Regions from separate parts of the Anas platyrhynchos genome. Here region 1 is linked to region 2. Evidence: chromatin contacts called from public Hi-C data. All regions are on one chromosome and are shown on one strand. Each heading gives the region's core, a stretch centred on a gene start, on an enhancer-like site or on the middle of the called end of the contact. The rest is flanking DNA. Distances are from core to core; before and after follow the strand shown. Region 1 holds the start of CALCRL (calcitonin receptor like receptor). Region 2 has its middle 7.0 kb from the start of ZSWIM2.

The links. Hi-C and Micro-C count contacts between places; a contact is called where the count stands out from the background.
Region 1: a contact with region 2 is called in a Hi-C map of subcutaneous adipose tissue, with 2.7 times the contacts expected there. The contact joins the promoter of CALCRL here to the enhancer-like site in region 2. A contact is called at or near these places in 5 of 8 Hi-C or Micro-C datasets (F1 follicle, liver, skeletal muscle and 1 more).

The regions. Positions count from the first base shown.
Region 1 is chr7:35,023,567-35,028,641 of IASCAAS_PekinDuck_T2T, forward strand. It overlaps CALCRL (calcitonin receptor like receptor), which reads right to left and starts at 3,507. Exons shown (of 13, transcript XM_038181881.2): 1 at 3,470-3,507. The coding sequence starts at 3,492. TFPI (tissue factor pathway inhibitor) reads right to left here. Exons shown (of 11, transcript XM_038181885.2): 11 at 4,734-5,022. The coding sequence ends at 4,910.
Region 2 is chr7:34,817,409-34,822,779 of IASCAAS_PekinDuck_T2T, forward strand. No RefSeq gene overlaps it. Among named protein-coding and RNA genes, the nearest start is that of ZSWIM2, 7.0 kb to the left of the region's middle. Within about 2 kb of position 1,638, at least 1 of the 8 cell types and tissues checked has an H3K27ac peak or open chromatin away from gene starts, as enhancers often do. A contact at or near this core is called in subcutaneous adipose tissue, where this site is marked.

The sequences.
Region 1 (5,075 bases), core at 2,257-4,756, 210 kb after region 2:
CGCATCTAAACGCGTCCTCCGAGCATCTCCTCCGGACGCAAGGCTGCCCTGGGATAGGCCATCTTGCCCCCCTCTCGCACAGGCGGTGGATGATGAGAGTCCCGTGAAAAAAACCTGGGTGAGCGAATTCCAAGGTGGCAGTGCCATGGGTTCAAAGAGACCATGGGCTAAACAAAACTGGAGAAACTTCTGACCCTTGGTCATATATTGCCCATGAATAAAACACTAGAGTTCATATTTAAACACTTAATATCCGTACTATACATCCAACCAGGATTCTTTCTCAGCAGATACTGCTAAAAGAGAGCAGTGATGAAACATCACCCTTATATCCACATGAAAATGTTCCAAAGGTAGATTCTAGAAGGATAAAGACTCACAAACTCAATTTTGAAAAAGGAGTTGAATTGGAGATGTGAGGAGAAATTCTGGTTTAAATGGAAATGGAAAGAAAATAAAAGGAAGGGATAGGACTTAGGTAACAAAGGTTTAAATAATAAAAAAAAAAGGTATGCCCATAAAAAATAGGTGGAAAAAAGGATGAGTCAAAAGACTTTAGAGTATTTCTCAAAGACATATTGTTTCATCACCAGAATGGACCCAGGGCACACACCAGGTTATACGTGTACATGGAAATTCATCAAATCTGTAGCTTCATTGGCTTGTTGGCTCCCATCATACAACATGGGAGAAATTTCATGGCAGTGTGTGTATTGCCTCCAAAGCAACGAGGGCAGAATCTGAAATGAAACGACTGGGTGAAGGGACTCTAGCTGACTGGAAATGCACATAGTCACTGCTAACTTGTTAGCATAGCTTTGTATTCTAATGTCTTCACCATTCTGACATCTAATTCCCTATCTTTTCCTTTTGCCCAATTATTCCCCTACTCCATTCATCCTCGAACTATCTTTGAGAAATGCACAGATCTTTTTCATATTCTTGCATGTGGTTGTTCTGCAGCTATTGAAGACACAAGAATGATGAGAACCGAATGAATGAGAAGCATACAAAAAGAATTTCTTGTGGGGTTAATAAAGATGCAAATCAGATCACACTTCAGTTTGGCCTTTTTACATGAAAAACAAATTCAATGCATTTTAGAGCTATACAAAAACAAGATAACAAAGACTGAAATGGATAACTGGTATGGTGGCCAAACCCAGTACCTCCACCAAACTTCTGATTATAGTCTAATCAGTTTGATGGTGGTGTTGTTTTATTGTCTATAACATGCCAGTTTTTGTTTGTTTGCTTTTTTTTTTTTTTTTTTTCCCTTGACTGAACTCTACATAATAAGTCTAAAAGACAAATCTCTTCGTAATGGTTTCTTGGTTAGTAGAGTTGATTTATGTTGAGATGCTGTAACTTTGTAGCTTTTTTCTGTCTCAGCAATGACAAAATAGTTTTCCCAAATAATCATTAGTTCAATCTCTATTACTAAAAAATAAATGCATGCAAAGTTTCTTACTACTGTGTAACTAGGGGGTAAGAGAGCATGGGGGAGTACCTGTTAGTCCTCTCCTAGCTATAGCGGTTCTGGAAGAAAAGACTGCACAGAGCAACAGAGCATGCTCAGCGAGGAGAACCTGTTAGTCTGCAGGAGAGCTCAGCAAGCAGGAGACTTAGAATTGGGAAGCAGCCACACAGCCAGGTTTCTGCAGGGACAGAAAGGATGATTTATGGACAAACAAATGGCAATATGTATAGAAACAAATGCATCGATTCTTTTATATGAACTGATATCTTAAATCATAAAATGGTTTGGGTTGGAAGGGACCATCTAGCTCAACCCCCCTGCCACGGGCAGGGACACCTTCCACTAGACCAGGTTGCTTAAAGCCTCATCCAGCCTGGCCTTGAGCACTTCCAAGGATGGAGCGTATCTACTGTCTCATTCAGAATATTCTCTTTAAGAAAGATCATTGTTCTAGGTTATAATCTCATAAAACCAAACCCTAATAATCATTAGTCTTTTTGGTGGGCTGCTTTAAGAGACACTATGGGCAACCCCCTTTCCCCTTACTCCTAACCCCCCCCACACTCCCCGCAAGGCTCAGAGTCCCATCTCACCTAAAAAAAATGTGAGATTTACAGGTGCAGTTACAGCCACTGAAGCTGGGCACAGGAAAGTTCCTGAGAAAAAGTGCTGCCCAGCCATCTCTATATGGGCTTGATATTGAGAAAAAACACTTTCTCTATAAAGAAGAAATGCTGCCAATAATGCAAATTCAAATAAATAGTGGAGTTATCTGAATGTTGAACTCCTGCTGCTAAAAAAAGCAAACACAAGTTTCGTTCTCTTACACATGAAAGCTCTAAAAGAGGTTTTAGTTTAATGCAAATCATGCTCAAATACCTCAAAATCATGCTAGGGAATATCACATATCTTTGTCAGAGGATTTTAATGCAGTATTTAGGATAGCCCTGCCTCTCTGTCAGAGACCAGTGACAGGAGGAGGCTCTTGTAAATGTGATACTTATCCAGCAGTACTTGGCACTCTCTCTTTTGCTTTGATCTGAAACCATACACGTACAATATCCTTACTGAGTCCCTAAGCTGCTGGAGAAGCAGTCGCACCAAATTCAGTTCTGTCTCCACTCCTAAGTACATCATGCTATCTAGTGATTACTTAAATTGTAATACCAGCAGTCCACAGGAAATTTTAATGACTAAGAGTGGAAGATTAGATATATTTACTGCCTTCATCATAAAGTTCATGCAAGCAAAGGTGCAGACACCTGTGAATTTACCTGCATTCTTAGCCAGGCAGACACATGCCAGAGTCAATGCAGCAACAGGGTAACTGTGGCATTAATGGGGTGTTCAGCACATTGGTAAGGCTTCCACCTCCTGTACCTAGTGTGCCTAAGCAGCTTCTGCTTTAGGAGGCAATGTGCAGTACTGTGCTAATTCAAGTGGAAAGGCCTAGGAACAGTTTAAACCACAGGCTTTCCACTTATCTGCAATGACAAATGCTGGCTGGCCCAAGTATTTAACCTCCTGCTCTGCTACTGTGTGCTGCATCTCAGAACTACGGACTAGATTCCTAGCCTATGGAGTACAGAAGATACATGGAGAGTAAGGTCAATAAAAACAGTGAACTAGAACTGGAAGGCATCAAGCTGGAATTGAACGTAGTAGGTAGTGACACTTGCACCAAATTAGTTTTGTGAAGAACCAACACTGCAAGTCTTTAGCAGTGTCTAAGTGTCTAAATGGAGTTTATAGGTTTCCTCTGTCAGAAATGCACTTGTCTGATTCTTATAGTTATTGCAGTTTAAGTCTGTGGTGCTCCTACATTTCATATGATGAGACTCTACATAAGCATTTTTTGGTCTATACTTCAGATTCACGAGCATTTTTCAAATCACACTTAGTAGATCATAAATTAAGAGAATCATGAAATAATTTAGGTACCAGAAATAAGAATTTCAGCATTAAAACAAACAAAAAACTTTTACTTACCCCCTCAGATATTTAGAATGCATAAATGCTTTAATTTTCAGCAGTAAAGATTAGCCTTTTTCTGGAGTTAGTCCAAAGTTCATTGGGTATATAAAAAACCCAGAGGCTTTCTGATACCACATGTAATTGTAGCGCTCAGGCAAAGGCAGGTTAGCCCAACAGATCATGTATTATTTTGTCATTGTTGTTGTTCCTTGCTGTAGTGTCTGAGCCCCTCACATCTACTTCAGATATGTATTTTCACATTGCTTCTCACAAACAGCAGTGTAAGTATCCTCAGTAGTCTTAAGCACAAACAGAAAACATCATACATTAAAAAAAAGATTTTCAGCATCAAAGAATATAGAAGGATATTTTTGAAAAATGTATCCTATCTTCTGTTTCATAGGCAGTAGGGCATTTCTGTGAACCTTACAAGAAACCAACTACTTTTTTCTTTTTTCTTTCCTTTAAGAAAAATATCTTGTTAGAAAAGATCTACCCAGATCAGAGAGGTGTCTGGGAGAAGGGCAAGAATTGAACCACTATTTCATGTCAGTCTTAAAGCAAACAAAACCACCCACAATGACAAGAAACCAAAAACAAACAGAAGCAAAAGACCTCCCCCTCCCCCCAGATAAACAAACAAAGTCAACTAGAGAAGAAATGTACTGTTACCACTAAAGCAACTATACTGATTTCTTCATCTATGAATGGGTTTTGTTCCTTCTTTTTTTCCCCCCAAGAAAACATATTTCCAGAAATTATTAAATAGCAAGCCATGAATCTACTTCAGTAACAAGGATAAATTGATGAACCCAACAAATATATTTATATATTTTTTTTTTTTTGTAAATTTCTGTCACATTGTGTCACACATTTACAACTTGAACATTCTCTTTATGTTTTTGGTGGGTTAATTCTGATTCACGTTCATTTGACAAGCCTAATTCTATGCATTTCAGTGGAGTTGCATCTAGCTTGCATATCCCAAAATAAATACGATTAATTTAAATCCATATAAAATCCATTGTCTATTTCCTCTTTTTATCAGTAGACTCATCTTTTAATCTAAGATTGAAATAATCATACTTGACAAGTGATTGCTCTTTGACAAGCCTTATTCTTCTTTTTTAGGACCAAAATAGATTTCAGAAAAGAATGGGGAAATAAAGTAAATTTGAATCTTGCCTACTTTTTAGTTGTTATGAGTTCTATGCCCACATAACCTGTTCTGTCCTGTTTCATCTCTAGCAATGATATAGTCAAACTACATTTTAAGTGCTCTTTTCCAAAGTACAAAGTAATGTTTATTAATGTAAAGGAGGCATACATAACAAAAACATAAACAGCTTAATAATATGCAACCTAAATAATGAGTACAGTACATATATTTAAATTGGGTACACTAGAGGCTTTCATTCACAGGTGAAGAGCAGTTTACTTCCCATTTCCATAAAATCAAAGTTGTATTCTTTCAGGGATGCTTTCCTCTTCCAAAGCCGTTACTGACAGTTTCTTTTTCTTCCTCTTAATTTTTATTACTCTTCTTCCACCTTTATTTTTAATGAATCCTGAAGGTAAAATGAAAGAGTAAGTTAAGATGCTGTACGACTAACACATCCAA
Region 2 (5,371 bases), core at 388-2,887:
CTGGATATTAATGGTGGTGTAAATGTAACAAAGCCAATGCAAATTGAAATTATATCCATGAAAAATTTTGTGCTAAAGTTGCTGAGACCTCATCTGACAACTGCAGAGTTTGTTTTATTTTTGTTTTGTTTTTCTTGTGGTTACCTAACATGGGGATGAAGGATGAGATTTATTTATTTACTTATTTTCTTCTTGCATCCAACCCACGTTGAAATGACTAGAAATGTTCCCTGTTATGTCAGTGGAAATATTGAAAAATGACTGTTTAACTGGTGCTGTCAGATCTGCAGACTGAGTACCTCAGAAGGAAGAATTTGGTTATAATTGTACTTTACTACAGTTAATTTAGAAGGCCTTGAAGATAAACAAAACCCCTGAATGAACTGTTTAGTGGGAAAAGTTGTGTATAATGTTTGATACAATATGTGACCTTTAAAGGTCTATTTCAGAATTGGAGCAGAGAAATAATGACTATGAAAAATTTATTTTGGCACTGGAAAGTGAAGTAGTCTTGATACTACTAACTGAGTCATTTCAAGTAATGTGAACCTAATTTTAATGTGTGGGATATAATGTTTCCTCTCCACTTTTACTTCAGATCAGTTTGCACAAATGACATTGTCCAGCAGCTTTTTTATTTTTATTTTTTTTTGCAAAAGTACATTTTTTATGGCATTACCAAAAAATTAGCACTGACAGGTTTTTATATATATTTCCTATGTGGGGACAGCTCTTCCAGCCCATTTCCTTCAGTGATATCTGGAGAGGATCTGATAAGCTTTATACCACTTTTCACAGGTCAAAGGGCATTGTCTTCCTCTTCAGTCCAGCTGCCAACAACAAAGTCAGACATATGTTATCACCATCACACAGGAAGCTGTGAGCCTGCTTGTGTTCAACAAAGTACAAATACAGGAAGAACATAAGGTTAGTTAAAAGCTGATGGAGCTCTGCTAAGGTAGAATCTGGCTAATAATATTATAATCCAACAATACTGTATGGTTCAGTATCAGGGTAACATGGTTACTTATTGTTGATTAGTTTTATAATATTACTGCCAAAGTAGTATTATATACCCTTTTACAGGAGGCATATCCTGAGTTGGGGCATAATGTTAAAAGAATAGTTATTCAGTGAAAAGCAAAGCTGTAATGGGATTAATTGATAAGGAACTGAACACAAAATTCATTTTAACAGATAAAATTTGATGTTGCCACTTAACAAAGAGGATGCTATTTGCCTAAAAAAATGTTCTAGATTTCTCTTATTTAACATACAGTGTGCTGTTATGAAGATGAAAATGGTACACAATATGTCAGCAAGCTCATATCATGTAATACTGTCAGTGTTGGCATCATTTTAGTATTTGTAAAAGTGAGTTTTCCATTCCTCTGTAACTTTGGAATATGAAATCAGCTTAATAGGCATCATTTTAGTATTTGTAAAAGTGAGTTTTCCATTCCTCTGTAACTTTGGAATATGAAATCAGCTTAATAGGAGCTTTATATTTTTATCACTGATAAGCAGTATTTTGGAACTGTTTGTTAGTGCTAAATTTGGATCCATTCGCAGCTTGTCTTCTGCTTCCGGTACATTGTTTACTGCTTCAGGAAAGTCTTCCCAACACATTATGTGAGTTCCCATCCTCTGGCCTTTGCTCAGCACAGAACAAATCAGGGCAGGCACACTGAGTTCCAACTCCCGTCTCCAAGGACCAGTTAGCTGAGGCTCTGCTGCAATGGAGAGCTGCTACCTGGAAGTTGTAGGCTGCACCACAAATAACATGCTACAAAGGATATCTGTGGGAAGAGAGGGCTACAGAAGTAGAGCTAGGTCTACTGCTCACACCTTCATGAAATAAGTGAGGAATGGGGAATAAAGTGAGTGTAGTACTTCCTCAGTGAACTGTCCTACTGCAATGTCCCATCACTCTCTCTACTTGTTATATCTTTGTTTTCACACTTCCAGTAGAGACACTTAGAGCTTACTACACTTTCAGAAGGGCCTTAAAAGGGCCATGTTATCTACTGAGATCTCTAGATTAATTTAAATGTGAAACCAGCACTTCAGCTCTAGCCATCCAGAAGTACAGATACAGCACCCAGTGCCTGTGTGCTGGCACTTTGGAATCCTATCTGCAAAGTAAGCAGATATCAAAGTCTTGTGAAAACAGGATGGATTAGTAGATAAGACTATGTCAGGACTTTAAAACTAAACTTCTGAATTCTTATTCTGCCAGTCTGTCAAGCAGAGGATACCAAGAACAGGAAACTAGTTTTGCAGCAACTGAAGCTTAGAGGCCATGGTAAAACTTTTCATTTAACCTGAGGGACAGCACTAGTTGGGGTCAGTGGCTGTCCTTAAAGCCTACTGGGTTTAAACATTCCCTTAGATCACTGCCCTTGGCTGGAGAATAAAGGTAATAAGCAGTATTTGCTTGATTTTGCATTCAACATCTATGAGAAATGGTCCATAGTGGCAAGTAGCTATTGCTGTTCCCCTTCAGTCACTTCTGTACATATCTACATAATCAGTATCCTGTCAGTCTCTACTGTTTTACTCCAGAAATGAGTGATAGTGCTTGAACAATTTCACATGGATTGATATAATGGTCTGTAACATTACTGCAGACTTCAGTCATTCAGTACTCCTCAAAAGTTTGAATTGCTTATCTCTGTAACCTACAGTGAAGCTCCTAACTATATATACCTGCAAATTGGAAGCATTGGAGATGCTCTGAAGAAAAAAGATTTCCAAACACATCTGATGTCTCTGAATTTTCCTAATTATCCATTTTGGGAAGGGCATTAGAGGGCAATATAAACATTGCTGGCTGCCAATTTCCAGTTGAGCTTTAAGGATTTCAAGTGTTTTTGTTTGTTTGTTTTTCTTCTTAATATTGTGAAAGTGATAAAGCTGTCATTAAAATAGGTGTACTCACCCACTATGGCATAAATATCATCAAAACAGCTGAAATATTTGGTAAGTGTACAGTGCATAAGGCAGAGTTTCACAGAACCAGTGCATTTGTGAGTTTCACAGAACCAGAGAGTGGCTGAGGTTGGAAGGAGCATCAAAGATCATCTATGGCAACTCCCTTGCTCAAAGCAGTGTGGACTCCAGGAGGTTGTCCAGTTGGATTTTGAGTATCTTTCAGGATGGAGTGTCTACAGTCTCTCTGGGAAACCTTTTTGACTACTCTCAAAGAAAAAAATAATCTTATGGTTAAATGGGTTAAATTATGGTTAAATTTCTTGTATTTCAGTCTGTGCTTGTTGCCTTTTGTGTACACCACCAAGGAAAGTCTGGCAAGGTCTCCCTCCCGTCCCCACTCAGGTATTTGTTTAGCTTCAAATCTATTTGTGCAGTCCCAGCTTTCTCAGCCTCTACTCATATGACAGGTGCTTCAATCCCTTAATCTTAACTGAGGATGTGCTTTGTCCTGCCCTTTGGGTTATCACTGATGACCTTATTCAGTCTTGGCCCCTGTGTCAGTCCTTGGGATTTTCAATAGGAGTTTGATAAATGCTGTTTGGTATTTAGGATATTTCTTTCTGGTCTTATTTTTTACTATTATTTTTCCATTGTTTAATTTTATGGACAGTATTACGATGTGAACTGTAATGTTTTTAAATCTGAGATCATTGTTTCTGTTGTAGTGGTGGTGTTTTTTTTTTTTTCTCTTGAACACACTTTTGGCATCCTTAGATTGCATCTTTTTGATTATTTATGACTTTGATTAGAAACAGCTTGATGATCTGTTGTGCTTGTATGTAAGCTTTTTTAAATGTATCATGAAGGGAATCAAAATTGAAATTATGATTAGAGCAAAGTGATTGAAATCTTTATATTGAAGTAACATTTAATGAAAACCATTTACTTATGCTGGGTTTCTTTGGTATTATACAGCAGGTGTTTCAGAAAGCTTCAAGGTAGATTAGTTCCAAAGGGCACAATTCATCCTGATAGTCAATGTAAGGATTATCACAGTCTACTTGTCAACAGCTCCCAAGAATCTCATTTTGTTCCTTTGATAACTATGCCAAAGCCACTAAATAGCATGTTTTATTTTTGTTCTGTTTACTCTCTATGCAATTGTTACCATGATTAAATTAACTCTTTGTACTATACAGGCGGGTGAGTGTTGAGAAGAACCAGCCCAGTAATTCACACATCTGGGGTAGGACTATCTTTTGTCACTTCTGAGACTATCAGCATGTTAGTAACGTGTCTGGAAATTCAACCGGTTAAATATGCTTTATTGATAATTACAGAAACAGGATGTTCTACTCCGTTTCAGAAGACGGTATATGATTTGAAGGGATTCTTCCCTGACTCATAATTGTATGTGTATTTATTATACCCTAAGAGTATACTCACCACAGGGTGCTGTGCCCCTTTTTGTATTATTGGTACTAGCATGTTTAAAAAAAACCACACAGCCTTTCATCAAATATGATTCCTTTGCTAAAGCCTACACCGTGAGGCCACAGTGTCATTGTCCACCTTGTCTTGATGTAAATAATATTGATACAGGGATAACTTAAGACTTTTAATATCAGAAATCCTATGAAATTACTTCTCTGGTCAGATGTTTTCACCTCCAGCACATATCAAAGGATATTGTAGCAGGGATGAGGACCTCTGATCTCTGAAATGAATTTTTTTCAGGTGGCTTGACTGCTTATGTTGTACGATGACAGGCTATGCATTTACCAGAGCATTTTCCAGAAAAATGCAGGGTTAGATTTTCTGGATGATAATACCCAATGAAAAAAAACATTGAATCCTATTTAAGAGATCAAAAATAATAAAATTTTTCCATCAGATGCCTTTTAATCTTCTACAGAACTGAATATTAAATTTGTCTATTTTCATTTTAAATTTATCAACATGTTTAATGTAATATGCCATCAAGTACTCCCATAAAAGTAAATGAATGTTCAATATTTTGGTCAAAAAATGATAGTGTTGAACATCATAGATTTGTCACAAGTCATTGGCATTATATTTGAAGATTTCCATGGCATGGAAAAATTCCTAGATGGCATAAAGCCATATTCTTCTTGTGTTTGTATGCCTACTAATCACCTCTCACCTTCAGTGACAGAGGTGGGATGAACTGAGACTTGTTATCTGGTATACTTTTATCTGTTGGCTACTTCCCTGTGGAAGTGTAGTCAGAGAATCATGACAAAGGGAATCTGAATAGCTATCACCCAGAGAGCAAGGAGGAACAGAATGTGTCGCTGTACTATGAGGATTCTCGTTATGTGGCACCTACTGTAATGTTGGGGAGAAATCAGTAATAAATAATTCAATCGAAGTTATTTCATTCCAAACCCATGATCTTTCTAAAGGAATTTTATTT